2 separate regions of the Mus musculus genome follow, and region 2 is linked to region 1. The links are chromatin contacts, called in public promoter capture Hi-C maps. All regions are on one chromosome and are shown on one strand. The core of a region is the stretch at or near the end of the contact, and the rest is flanking DNA. Distances in the headings are between cores, read along the strand shown. Region 1 holds the start of Zbtb45 (zinc finger and BTB domain containing 45). Region 2 holds the start of Sult2a8 (sulfotransferase family 2A, dehydroepiandrosterone (DHEA)-preferring, member 8).

Region 1 (7,370 bases), core at 1,933-4,432:
AGGCATGTGACAGAATGAGGGGGCAGAAACATGACGTGCACCCTAGTCAACAAGCAGGAAAGCCGGCACCTCAGGCATACAGCTGCGTAGAGCTAGATTTGCCGGCAACCCGATGACCAACAGTGAACTTTTCTCTGGCACTTTCACATAAAGTTTGCCTGCCACTGTGAGGTGCAAGGATACTCATTTCAGGTATTAGTTTTTCTGAGGGCTGGAGATGATCCTAAATTGGGATCTCCTATACTGCATGAAATAAGGAAAAGCATACAGGTTCTACACAAGTTCCAGGGCAGCAAGGACTACATAGTGAGACCCTGACTTAAAAATAAATAAATTAGGGTAAATTTCAAATCAAAACAAAACAAAACGACCAAACAAACCCAAGAAACAGACAACAAAAAGCCCACAGCACAAATCAATCTAAAAAGCCACCAAGGTCTCAGCCCTGAGGGAATTTTCTCCAGCCCCTTTTGAATTTTTTTTGGTTTTGTTTGTTTTTGTTTTTCCGAAACAGGATTTCTTTGTGTAGCCCGGGCTGTTCTAGAAGGCTGTAGACCAGGTAGACTAGAGTGGCCTGGAACTCACAGTGATCTGCCCACCTCTGCTCAGGAGTGCTGGGGTTAAAGGCATGTGCCACCCTGGGTAGATTTGGGAGGATGGTTTTAGATTTCGAACTCCTTCTTCTCAGATTAACTTGATGATGCTTATAGGCCTATAATGTAAAGCTCAAAGGCAGCCCAGGATAGGGCTGTGCCTGTGTGTTACTATAGGAGGCTCCAAGATGGAGGATACAATTTACATGACAGAAGATTAAGAAGCCTCAAGATAAGGAGAGCCTGGTGGCATAGCAATCTAATAAGAAGGTGAGGGAAGCTGGGCATGGTGGCGCAAGCCTTAATCCCAGCACTTGGGAGGCAGAGGCAGGTGGATTTCTGAGTTCGAGGCCAGCCTGGTCTACAAAGTGAGTTCCAGGACAGCCAGGGCTATACAGAGAAACCCTGTCTCGAAAAACCAGAAAAAAAAAAAAGGAAAAAAAAAATGTGAGGGAACCACATGGGCACAGAGAAGGGTCCATTTGCTGAGGAGAAATGAGCAAAGAGAAAGGCTGTCCAGTGTGAAGGGAGTGATTTAGCGGGCGAAGGCAAAGTCTCTTTCTATCTATCTTTCTTTTTAAAAAAGATGTATTTATCATTATATCTAAGTACACTGTAGCTGTCCTCAGATGCACCAGAAGAGGACATCGGATCTCATTAGGGATGGTTGTGAGCCACCATGTGGTTGCTGGGATCTGAACTCAGGATCTTCGGAAGAGCAGTAGGTGCTCTTACCCATTGAACCATCTCTCCAGCCCGCAAGATCTCTTTCTTGGGCTAAGAATCTTAAGAGATAAAGGTGCCAGACCATTATGCTTGTCATTTTGCTGTTAATCCATCCTTCCTTCCTTCCTTCCTTCCTTCCTTCCTTCCCCTCTGTCTCTCTCTTTTTAAAAAGATTTATTTCCTTAATGTATATATGAGTATACAGTAGCTGTCTTCAGACACACCAGAAGAAGGCATCAGACCCCATTACAGATGGTTGTGAGCCACCATGTGGTTGCTGGGAGTTGAACTCAGGACCTCTGGAAGAGCAGTCAGTGCTCTTAACTGCTGAGCCATCTCTCTAGCCTGCTATTAATTATTTCAACCCAGGATCTCATGCATGCAAGCAATTGTCCCAGCTCATTTACTTGGGTGTTTTTTATTGTTTTTGTTTTGTTTTGCTAAGCAGGTTCTTATGGTTGAGGCTGTCTTAAACTCCCATTCGTCCAGCTTCTCCCTCTCAAGTAATAGGATTACAAGCATTCCTAGCTGTTAAATTTTGAGGGTCCCCCCCCTCCTATAGCATCCTATGTAACCCAGATTGGGCTCAACTCTGATATCTGGGGGGTGACCTTGAACTTCTGACGCTCCTGCCTCAACCTCTGAGGTTTTTTTTTTTGTTTTTTTTTTTTTTTTTTGGTTTTTCGAGACAGGGTTTCTCTGTATAGTCTTGGCTATCCTGGAACTCTCACTTTGTAGACCAGGCTGGCCTCGAACTCAGAGATCCTCCTGCCTTTGCCTCCCAAGTGCTGGGATTATAGGCATACGCCACCACCGCCTGGCTTCCCCAGACTTTCAAACACACATACAACACAGCTACCCAGCATGGGTCCAGGATGGGGAACAAAACATCCTGACATCTTCCTCATGCGGCACCACCCACTAGATTCCTCAGTACCATTCACACGGAGGCCCAGAGCTCTATGCCTCTCTTTTGCCTTACATAGTGGTTGATTGATTGCCCCAAGAACAGAGGGGAAGGGAAGGCCAACCCACCACTTGAGAGGTTTGGTTCATGGGTGTCTTGGACAACAAAAGGACCACGTAGGAGCCCCGCTTGGACAACTCTCTGGCTGTTCTCTCCCTCTACGCACTTAGTCCCTGCTCCTTGGTATCTGACTACTTCCGAGCCCACTTCGTGTCCTACATTCTATTCTGATCTGTGGCCAAGCTGGGGTTCTTCAACCATTCATTTATAGAGCAGCGAATTCCCGAGAGTCTGGGTGGGGTGAGGTGGGAGCACCGAATGAGGAGGCTTCCTTGGGAAGGTGGGCCTGTGTTCTTTAGATGACTGCAGGGAAGCTCTGCAAAGCTTCTTCATCTGGGGTGCGAGCAGAAGTGACTCAAGAGAAACTTCTCGGGGCTGAAGAGATGGCTCAGCGGTTCACTGCCATCGGTAATGGGAGCTGATGCCCTCTTCTGGTGTGTCTGAAGAGAGTTAATAATGTACTCGCATAAAATAAATAGAAAATAAATAAATCGAGAGAGAGAGAGAGAGAGAGAGAGAGAGAAACTTTTCCCGTGTAAGAGAAAAGCCACCTGGGAGAAAAAAAAAAAGCCTCTGGATTCCATCCAGCGCCCTCTCCAGACCCGCTGAGAGTACTGAGGGCGTGGCCCGAGGAGTGATTGACAGCTCGCTCGGATCAGCCTGGAGACGACGGACTCCTGCTCCTTCTGCCTACTGATCCCCAGCTCTTCGGTCCCCAGCTTCTGCGATTTTGGTTGTGGCGCGGACCAGACCGGAAGTTCTGCTCAACGACTGCCTAGTCTAAAGAGGAACACCGGAAACGTGCTCCCGACTATCGTTCCGCCTGTGCCGAGGCTATCTGTTCCGCTTCAGCGCCCGGAAGTGCGGCCTTCAAGTTGACAAGCAGGAGGACCTGCAGGACCTGCTGCCTGAGGAGTCGGAGGTGGGGTCGAGCGGGCATCCCCCTGCCTCAGAGTCCCAGAGAAGGCTGGGGCGTGCCAGGAGCGGCACGCCTGCGTGAGGATCGGTGTGCACGTTGCGAACACAAGAGGGCGCTGCAGGATCGGGGCAGGGTGCGGAGGCGGGAAACTGGGGGTAGATGTAGCGGGCCTGAAGGGGACTCTGGCATAGATAGGGTGGGAGTGAGACAGGCTGATGGAACAAGGTGCATGGCATGGGTGAGGGAGTTGTAGCGAGAATGCTGTAGGAGATGTGGGAGAGTGTGCCTTTGTTCTGAGGCATTCAGGAAGGTTCTGCTGCATCTGAGGAGTCCGGGCGTTCGAGAAGTAGGGTATGGATGGGGTTGAGGAAGAGTTATGGGTTGGCATATTATTTGAAAAAGGAGGCCGCTTGGCAGAGACAGGTTCAAAGCCTTGGTGGGTTTGAAGAATTAATTCATCATCATAGAGGTCCCAGATAAACCCGGTTCGCAGGCTCCCTCTGGCGGCCACGTGAGGGAAAGGCCTGGAGGTGGGAGTGTGGAAGGGACCCTGCATGGCGACTTCCAGTAGGCCAGGCCAGTGGTAACTGACACAATGTGTGCAATACTCCGAGAGAAAGGGAAGGGTGTTTTTGTGTTAAGGATCTAGAATCGTTGAGTCTGAGATCTCAGTAGTCCTTTTGTAAGGGGCAGGATTAAATGGGGCCCTGCTCTGGGTCTGTCCTAGAGAGACAGGCTGGTGGTCAGGGCGAATCCTGAATCTTGATTCTCTTCCCTTAGAGCAGTGTATGCAATCTGATCCAAGGGAAACACCCTTGTTTGCTGAATAAGGAAACAGGCCCAGAGACCTGGAGATATTTGCTTGATGGGTTAACTGACAATTCTGATTCCCAGCTCCTTTGCGGAGGGCGTGTGTGTGTGTGTGTGTGTGTGTGTGTGTGTGCGTGTGCGTGTGTGTGTGTGTGTGTGTGTGTGTGTGTGTGTGTGATGGAAGAATCTGTCTTCCCTCAGTATGATTAGTGCCAGGATGATAGTCTCGGGTTCATAAGAACTATGGGGATTGCTAAACAACACTGAATTTCAGCTTGCTGGCCTTTCACATCACTGGTGCATTTTCAAAGCCCAAAGTTAGCACCTCTCAGGTGATGCAAAGAAGAAACAAGGTTGCAAAGGCCTTGTTATATGTACTGTTTATTTGCTTCCCTTGGGTATGGCAGGCACAAATCCTCAGCCTCAAGGGGTGTTCCTAAATGATTCGGCCAGGAGGCAAGTTGCCTCCCCACCCTTCTGAAAACCTCCACATAACAGTAGTTAATGGGACCTGGTTCTTGAGGTAGTCATAGATCTGCTTGGGGCCTTCGTGGTACTAGGATATGGAAATCTGACTAGGGTAGACTAGAAAAGAAAACAGCCATCCGCATTGTCTCCTCCTCTTGCAGATGGCAGCCACAGAGGCAGTGCACCACATCCACCTACAGAACTTTTCGCGCTCACTACTGGAGACCCTCAATGGGCAGAGGCTAGGCGGTCACTTCTGTGATGTGACCGTGCGCATCCGTGAGGCTTCTCTGCGTGCTCACCGCTGTGTGCTGGCCGCTGGCTCACCCTTCTTTCAGGATAAACTGCTGCTCGGCCACTCAGAGATTCGTGTGCCACCAGTGGTGCCTGCGCAGACAGTGCGCCAGCTGGTCGAGTTCCTTTACAGCGGCTCGTTGGTGGTGGCACAGGGCGAAGCGCTGCAGGTACTCACTGCAGCGTCGGTGCTTCGCATCCAGACCGTCATTGACGAGTGCACACAGATCATCGCTCGTGCCCGTGTCCCCAACACCCCGGCGCCTGCGCCTCTGCCACCACCCGTGCCCCCTCCACTAGCACCCGCGCAGCTGCGCCACCGTCTGCGCCACTTGCTGGCCGCCCGCCCCCCGGGTCATCCCAACGCCGCGCACAGCCGCAAGCAGCGCCAGCCCGCGCGTCTTCAGCTACCTGCACCCCCAGCACCCATCAAGGCTGAGGGGCCTGATGCGGAGCCAGCGCTGACTGCCGCGCCTGAAGACAGAGGTGAAGAGGATGACGATGAGGAAACGGATGAAGAAACCGACGCTGAAGAAGGTGAAGGAGGCGGCGGCGGCCCGGGTGAGGGCCAGGCTCCCCCTGCCTTCCCCGACTGTGCAGGGGGCTTCCTTACCACTGCAGCTGACAGCGCTCGAGAGGATCCCCCTGCATCCACTGGCATCACTGATTATGGTGGTGCCGGGAGAGATTTCCTTCGGGGGACTGGGGTCACTGAAGATGTGTTCCCAGATAGTTATGTGTCCGCTTGGCATGAGGAAAGCAGCGGAGGGCCAGAAAGTTGTCCGGTGGAAACGTCTGCTCCACCCGACTGTGCCCTGGCTGGGCCTCGCCCAACAGGTGTGAAGACCCCAGGGCCCCCCGTGGCTCTCTTTCCCTTTCACTTGGGTGCTCCCGGCCCCCCAGCGCCAACACCTCCTACTCCATCTGGGCCAGCCCCTGCACCCCCGCCCACCTTCTACCCCACGCTCCAGCCAGATGCAGCCCCCAGTGCTCAGCTGGGAGAAACGCAGGCGGTGCCAGCGGCCCCTGCCGCTCAGGCCACAGCCATCTCTGGCACTCCTGTGCGCGCCCCGGGTGGCCAAGGTGCTGAGCAACCCGCCTATGAGTGTAGCCACTGCCGCAAGACGTTCAGCTCGCGGAAAAACTACACCAAGCACATGTTCATCCACTCTGGTGAGTGGGAAAGGAAATCGCCTTTTCTCGCACAGATTTACGAGATCCTTAATCACGGGCGGTTTGGTTCCTGCCTGGGATTGGGCACTTGAGAAGCTTTGTTTTGAGTTAACCCTAAAAGCCTAGAGTTTTGGCTTCTTCCTGGAAAGGGGTTGATTGGGAAGCGGGAGCCTGCCTTTCCAAAAAAGCCTTCAAGGCCTTTGGAAAGCTAGACTCAGCCTGGGGTGGCCAGGTTAAAGGAAGTGTTGGTAGGAAACTGGCCAGCTTCCACAGTGGGAGCCGCCGGAAGAGGTTTGACGTGAAGGAAGCTGGGATTATTTCCCATAAAAGTGGCTCACAATATGGGTCTGAATAGAAGAATGTGGTGCGAGTTGGGCAAGATCTGTGTGTGTAGCCCGAATGGGCAGCGGGTGGCGTTCCAGACAGGGTTCTTTTTTTAGGGTCCCTGGTAGACGATGGCATAGTTAAATGGTGATGTGGGTGCCGGAGAGGGATTCCCTGCAGAGCGGGATTCCAGGGTGGTTTCGTTAACAAGCAAAAGCTTTCTGACCTGACCCAGGAGGGGAGAATAGAGGAGTCCCTACAGGACAGACTCCAGGGAGAGCAAGCCAGACTAATATGTGGTTTGCTTTGTCATCTGTAGGGGAGAAGCCACATCAGTGCGCTGTGTGTTGGCGATCCTTCTCGCTACGCGATTACCTGCTCAAGCATATGGTCACACACACTGGCGTGCGAGCCTTCCAGTGTGCAGTGTGTGCCAAGCGCTTCACTCAGAAGAGCTCCCTCAACGTGCACATGCGCACACATAGGCCTGAGCGTGCGCCCTGCCCTGCCTGTGGGAAAGTTTTCTCACACCGTGCACTGCTGGAGCGACACCTTGCAGCTCACCCTGCACCTTGATCGGGAGCCAGCTTCACACTGCCGGCTGCTGCAGTCTAGGACTTGGACTAGGTTCACTCCACCAGATGGCTTCTGCTCTGGAGTACGGACCCTTCCCTTTCCCCAAGCTGAACCTGTTTTCCCTGTGGACTTGGGACCCAGAACCCTATTTCTCTCCTACACTTGCTTAGCTTCTCTCTATGGGACAGCGAGATGCTTAGGGCCCCTGCCACCTCAGAGACCATTTCCAGATTGAGCTGGGCAAACACATTCTTGGAACCTGATGCTGGATTTGTGACTCACCCCCCGCCAGGTATGGTGTCTAGAATTGTCCTCTGCCCCTGTGCTGGGCTAGAATTCTCTGACCTCACCCCCCAAAGTCTGGAGCCACCCTTCCCTCATTGGGCACCTATGGAGGCCCAGATGGACCTCCCTAGGGATTTTAGGATTCCAATCTAATAAAGGACATTGGGCCAGTACA
Region 2 (7,370 bases), core at 2,449-4,948, 1.4 Mb before region 1:
ACACACACACACCAATGTACATATAAACAAATAATAAATTTTAATAAAACTATAGGGACATTTAGGAGACAAAACCTCTCTTGCTTTCCCAAAAACATATTTATGTAATATATGTATTGTATTTTATATACAAAGTTGTTTGGCCTGCCTGATTGTCTGTGCAATGTGTGCTTGCAGAGTTCTTATAGGACAGAAGAGGGTATGTAATCTCACAATACTGAAGCTTCACTTTGTTGTGAGCCTCTATGTAGGAGCTGAAACTTGAACCCTGGTCAACAGAAAGATCCAAATTTGTTCTTAACCACTGAACCATCTCTGCAGGCTCTACTTTTAAAAAGAATCAATAAAGAAAGAAAAAAGAGAAACTAAAGAAAGAGAAAGAAAGAGAGAAAGAAAGAAAGAAAGAAAGAAAGAAAGAAAGAAAGAAGAGAAAATAAAGGAAGAAAAAAGAAATAAAAAGAGAGAGAGAGAGGGAGAGAAGGAAGGAAGGAAGGAAGGAAGGAAGGAAGGAAGGAAGGAAGGAAGGAAGGAAGGAAGGAAAGAAAGAAGAAGAAAGAAAGGAAAGAAAAATGTAAAGAAATCCTATATGATATTCAAATATCAGAAACGATAAGCCATGGCAGAAAAACTCTAGACAATTTAGAATGCCTTCCTAGATTATGTATGACCTTATGCCTCACATTGTCTCAGAAGCACATAGCATTGAAACCATGCATTATCCTTCAACATTCAATGTGAACTTGCCCAGCTACATTCTCGCTGGCTTAGGACATGAATCCTCATATGTCATATTGTGAACATTTTGTCTGTTCTGTTCCAACATCAAGTATTTGTGGTCGATATTTATGTAGATCCATAACATCGTGACATTTATGACTTAGTGTTGAGCTGGTTCTAGTCTTTATGACTTCTAAGATGGAATAGGAAAAAGCTTTCTTAGGAACCATTCTTATCAATAGGTCAGTCTACTTGAGTCAGATGCATTATAAGCAAGAAGCAAACAGGTATAAATGCACAGAATGTTTATTAACCTATGGGGGAAAAACAGTAGATCTTCACATGTGGTATTGCAGATGACTCCATGGGACAGCTTGTATCTTCCAATAATCACATGGTGTTTCCTTGGAATTCTGTCCTATTACCTGGTCAGTTTGAATGTTTCATACCACAGGTACATGCACTCTCAAGTATCTATTTCACTGCCTTATCACATTTGATGTCTTATTAGGATTACCTCATTAACTGTCCTGAATGACATAGACAAAAAACACAAAAATCTGGGGAAGACTTGTGTAGCTGATATTTGCTATCTTGATGGTTCTTCTTTCATTCATGCTTTTCCTCCCCGTTTCTTCCACATTTCAATCTTCTATCACTAATCAGGAAAGAGAAAAGAATAGAGAGCAAAGGTGGCTATGTTATCATTTGACTATTTCCTGCTGATTAGGCTCATCGAGTTCCTCAATGCAAATTTAATATTCAACCTTAGCGTATTTAATTTCTTCTTGATTTTTCTTCTCTGCACATGAGTACTTAACAACATGGGATAACATTGACCAACAACAATGAATCAACACCCAACAACCTACACTACCTTTTGTGGCATTGATATATCCTCTAAAATATCCCCAGAATTCCAAACCATATATTCATAGACACAATCTCCATCTTGCAATATCATGCCTGTGAAAGAGAGTGAAGCAAATCACAGTCAACTGCTGTGTGCAATCTGAAGCAGCCTCATATTACATGAATGGGATTAAAATGAAAACATTTTTATAATATTTCTCTGTTTTTAAAGAAACCAAAATTCCAAAATTGTGACTAAATGCTTGCATCAATACCAGAACTGACTAGATAGTAGAATAGTTGCTACTTTAGGAAGTTAGCCTTGAGCAATGACATATGTCATATCCCAAACTTACGTCTTTTCTATGGTCTAATTTAAAGTCTTCAGCGTATCATAATTTAAAGAATTATTTTAATTATTCATTTTTACTGTTTTGAGAGTGCCCTATATGATTATTGCATTTACCTTTTTAAAATCCCTCTCTATTTTTCACTTCTACTCATCCTGTGTCTCCTGAATCCCTCTCAAAAAATGTATAACTTCTGAGCTGATTATAAGATATACAAGTATTTAAGAGTAATGACCTAAATGAAGGGCTTTAATAAAACAAAGAAATAGATGAATATTAAAGAGCTACGTTTTTTTTTCTAAGAAAACAGAGAGGTAAAATAGAGGAAAAGGAATTGTATTCAGCATTACTGACTCTATAGAGTTACTTTTGGGTACAGAGATGGCAGGCTGGAAACAATTTTTGATTCACTGAAAAAAATAACAACCAACCCACAAACCCAGACACCAAAAATCTACACAGAAGATTAGTTTCTTATGAAACTAGGGTCATAACCCAGGGTCATGTGAGGAGAGGGAATAACAATTGTGAAAATATCTCCAACATACAGGACTTTAGTCAAATCTGAAGGCTATTTTCCTGATTAATGATTGATGTCAGATGGCTCAGGACCAAAATGTTGGAGTTATGAGCACTGGGGAGCTGATCCTGCATAATATAATTAAGAAGACTGAGGAAGCCCTAAGGAGCAAGCCAAGAAGAAGTGATCTTCCATGGTCTCTGAACTTTTCTCTTGAGACATGATCTTCACTGCTTGTCTTAGTCAGGGTTTGTATGCCTGCACAAAACATCATGACCAAGAAGCAAGTGTGGGCACAAGGGTTTATTCAGATTATACTTCCACATTGCTGTTCATCACCAAAGGATGCCAGGATAGCAACGTTCACAAGGCAGGAACTTGGAGCCAGGAGCTGACAGAGACCACGGAGGGGTGCTGCTTACTGGATTGCTTTTCCTGGCTTTCTAAGCTTGCTTTCTTGTAGAACTCACGACTTCCAGCCCAGGGATGGCAACACCCAGAATGTGCCCTCCTCTCTTGATCACTAATTGAGAAAATGTCTTACAGCTGGATATCATTGGAGGCATTTTCTCAAGGGAGGCTCCTTTCTCTGAGATAACTCCAGTTTGTGTCAAGTTGACACACAAAACAAGTCAGTACACTGCTATATGCTTAGAGTGCAAGTTCTGTTTAATGTAGATGAAGTAGTTCGCACTAGAAACCTGTAATTTAAATTTCTCTTAGCTCCAGAAAAAAAAATTTATAAAGAAGGAAAGAAAATTCTCCCCTAGGATGGTAAAGTGGAGAAGGCTTGTTACCCTGCTTTAAGTAACTGCTAGACATCTCTGATTAGACACTAGAGGTTTTGGTATTTTTCTAAATAACTGTGGTTGATTTTGATCTTCTTTTTGTCCTGCTTCAGTTCTTGTCTTGAGTTTTTGCACCAATTTCCCTCCAGGATGGATTTATACGGTATAACAAATGCCTTCTTTCACAAGCTGTTTTTGATCAGGCTGTTTATCACAGCAGTGGAAAGCAAACTTAGACATGTAATATAGAACTATGGAATCCAATATTTACACATGGTGGCTTGTAAGGTCTGCTCAATAGTTTAAAGGTCATATTACATTTGATCAATTCTGGTTTGGAAACAACATGACATGAAATCAATAGGCAAAGTTAGGGATGTAGGTCAGGGGTTAAAAGCTTATCTAGAATCCAGGCATCTCTGAATTCAATCCTCAGAGGCATATAAATAGTAGGTTGAGACAGATGAATCAGTAAGTAGTTCAAGTTCACCCTGAGTTACACAGTGAGTTTGTGTTCAGCCATGGTCACATAAAAACCTGCAAAAGCAAAATCTATATAGGCAATTGTAAGTACAAATATGTATTGTTATGTATGAGTACATGTGTATATTCATGTGTGATAGATAGCATATGCAGTGTTTATTCATGGATATGTGTGTGTTAACATGTTTGTCTGTGTGTTCTCATATGTGTATGACTGAGTAGCATGTACACATACACATAATGCTATTGCTTATGTGGAGGATGGAGGTTGATGTGGAACAACTTCCTCATTCAATCGTTTACTTATTAAAAAAAAAAAGGGTGTTTCCTCAAGGCATCCAAAGCTCACTGTTTCTTCTTTGCTGGATTCCCCGTGAGTCCCTGTTATGTGCCTCTCTCAATTCCTCTACCACAGTTCAGAGGTTACAGGCTTTTTGAACAATTTCTGAATTTAATGTTAGTGCTGAGCTATAAAATCAGCTTCTAATTATTCCTCAGCAAGCATTTTACACACAGATTGATCTTACTGACTCACAATTAGCCAAGGTAAATTCATTAACAAAAATCAGTAACATAAATTAATTAAACATTTAATTAATTTGAATAAATTTAAAATTTTGAAAATTATTTCATTTATTTACATTCTAAATTTTGCTCACATCCTGGTCCCCCTCCCAAAGTCCTTCACCCCATACTCCCTCCCTAGTGCCACTGAGAGTATACTCCCCCACCCACCCAACAATTCCCACTAACCCACCCACCCCACATACCCAGCCATCCACCCAGTGTGTCCTCTCCCCTGGGGTATCAAGTCTCTACAGGATTAGGCACATGCACTCGCACTGAGAACTGACAAGACATTCTTCCTCTACATATGTGCAGGAGGTCACAGATCATGTATGCTCTGGTTGGTGGCTTAGTCTCTGGGAGCACCCAGGGGACCAGGGAAGTTGACAGTGTTGGTAGTCCTATGGGGTTGCCACCCCCTTCAGCTTCTTAAATCCTTCCCTTATCTCTTCCATAGGGGTCCCCATCCTCAGTCCAATGGTTGGCTGTAAGTATCTGCAACTGTCTGAGTTAGTTGCTGGTATAGCTTATCGGAGGACTACAATGCTATGCTCCTGTCTGCAAGCATAACATGGCATCAGTAATAGTGTCAGGGTTTGGTGCCCATATATGGAAGGAATTCCAATTTGGGCTGATCACTGGCTGTCATTTTATTCAGTTTCTGCTCCATCTTTTTCCCTGCATTTCTTCTAGACAAGAACAATTCTGGGTCAAAAAGTCTGAAAGTGGGTCTGTCATCCCACCCCACAATTATAGGCCCTGTTTATCTGCTGGAGGTAGTCTCTTCAGGTTCATTTTCCCCATTGTTGCGTATTTCAGCTAAGGTCTTCACCATTCAGTCCTGGTAGCCTTTAGCATCCCATGTCTCTCTGGGACATTATGGCAGTTTCCTTCATTCTCCTTCCTAAGCAGCTGCATGAAAATTTACTCATTTGGCTGTCTAGACTTCTCTTCGTCTGCTCCCATGCCTAATCCTGCCCCCTTTTCCCCTCCAATTCCCCTCTCTCACTCAGGTCCCTCCCTCCCTCTTCCTCCCATGATTACTTTGTTACTTTTCCTAAGTGAGATTGAAGCATCCTGACTTGGGACTTCCTTCTTGTTAAACGTCTTACAGTTGTGGGTTGTATCATGGATGTTCTGTACAGTTTGACTAATATCCACTTATAAATTAGTACATATTATGCAGGTCCTTTTGGGCCTGGGTTAACAAACTTAAAATGATATTTTCTAGTGCCATCTATTTTCCTGCAAAATTCATGATGTCCTTGTTTTTGATAGCTGAATAATATTTCATTGTGTAAATCAACCACATTTTCTGTATCCATTCTTAGGTAGAAGGATATATGGGTTGTTTACAGTTTCTTCCTATCATGGACACAGGTACTAAGAATATAGTAGAACACATGCCCTTGTGGTATGGTGGGATATATTTTCGGTATATTTCCAGGAACAGTACAACTGGGTATTCAGGTACAAGTATTTACAATTATCTGAGGAACTGCCAGATTGATTTTTAGAGTAGTTGTACCAGTTTGCAATCCCAAGAGCAAAGGAAGAGTGTTCCTCTTTCTCCTTATCCTTGCAGGTATGTGCTGTCAATTGGGTTTTTTATTTTAAGCATTCTGATTGGTGTAGTGTGGAATAACAAGGGGGTTTTGATTTGCATTTTTCTGATGACTATGAACATTGATCATTTCTTTAAATGCTTCTAGGCCATTCAATGTTCTTCTGTTGAGAATTCTGTTTAGCTCTTTACCCCATTTTTAATTGTGTTATTTGGTTTTTGAGTCTAAGTTCTTGAGTTCTTTATATATTTTGGATATTATACCTCTATCAGGTTTAGTGAAACTCTTTTCCCAATCTGTAGTTTGCCATTTAGTTCTATTGGCATTGTCATTTGCCTTACAGAAGGCAGTTTCATGAAGCACCATTTGTCAATTGTTGATCTTAGAGTCTAAGTCATTAGTGTTTCACTTAGGACAATTTCCCCTGTGCCAATGTGATCAAGGCTAGTTCCTACTCTCTCTTCTGTTATATTTAGGGATCCTGGTTTTATGTTGAGTTCCTTGATCCACTTAGACTTGAGGTTTGTGCAAGCTGATAAATATGGAACAATTTGAATTCTTCTTCTTGCAGACCAGTTAGACCAGCACCAATTGTTGAAGATGATTTTGTTTTTCTACTTTAAAGTTTAGGGTTCTTTGTCAAAGGTCAAGTGTCCATAGGTATGTGTGTTAATTTCTGGTTCCAAAATTCTAGTCCATTGATTGACCTTTCTGACTCTGTACCAATACCATGTAGGCTTATTTGTTTGTTTGTTTGTTTTTAACACTATTGCTCTAGTACACATTGAGGTCCGGTATGGTGATTCCCCCAGAAGTTCTTTTATTGTTGAAAATTATTTTCACTATTCTGGGGTTGTTTTAATTTTTCATTAGTACTTGATCACTGCTCTTCCCTTGTCTGTGAAGAATTATGTTGGAATTTTGATGGCACTTGCATTACATATGTAGATTGATTTGGTAGAAAGGCCATTTCTACTACATTAATCATATCAATCCATGAGCCTGAGTAATCTTTTTATCTTCTGAGGTCTTCTTTGATTTTTTTTTTTCTTCATGAACTTCAGGTCCTTGTCATATATACCTCCACTTGCTTGGTTGGAGTTACACTAATATATTTCATATTAATATTTCATATTAATTATTGTTATTATGAAGGATGTTGTTTTCATTATTTCTTTTTCATCCCATTTAAATTTTGTATAAAGGAAGGCTACTGATTTGAGTTCATTTTATATCCATCCACTTTGCTGAAGTTGTTTATCAGCTGTATGTGTTCTCTGATCTAGTTTTTGGGGTCATTTATATATGCTATCATATCATGTGCAAATAGTGATATCTTGACTTCTTCCTTTCCAGTATGTATCCCCTTGATATCCTTTGGTTTTCTAATTGTTCTAACTAGAATTTCAAGTACTATATTGAATAGATAGGGAGAGAGTGGACAGCTTTGTCTTGTCCCAGATTTTAGTGGGGTTCCTTTAATTTCTCTCCATTTAACATGATCTTGGTTGTTAGTTTGCTGTATATT

The links. Promoter capture Hi-C pulls out the DNA fragments that hold promoters and counts their contacts.
Region 2: a promoter capture Hi-C map of liver shows a contact between it and region 1, with 3 times the contacts expected there. The contact joins the promoter of Sult2a8 here to the promoter of Zbtb45 in region 1. A contact is called at or near these places in 2 of 39 promoter capture datasets (both in liver).

The regions. Positions count from the first base shown.
Region 1 is chr7:13,005,664-13,013,033 of GRCm38.p6, reverse strand. Zbtb45 (zinc finger and BTB domain containing 45) reads left to right here and starts at 3,182. Exons shown (of 3, transcript NM_001360833.1): 1 at 3,182-3,398; 2 at 4,705-6,010; 3 at 6,654-7,368. The coding sequence starts at 4,705. The coding sequence ends at 6,910.
Region 2 is chr7:14,434,879-14,442,248 of GRCm38.p6, reverse strand. Sult2a8 (sulfotransferase family 2A, dehydroepiandrosterone (DHEA)-preferring, member 8) reads left to right here and starts at 3,698. Exons shown (of 7, transcript NM_001199306.1): 1 at 3,698-3,793.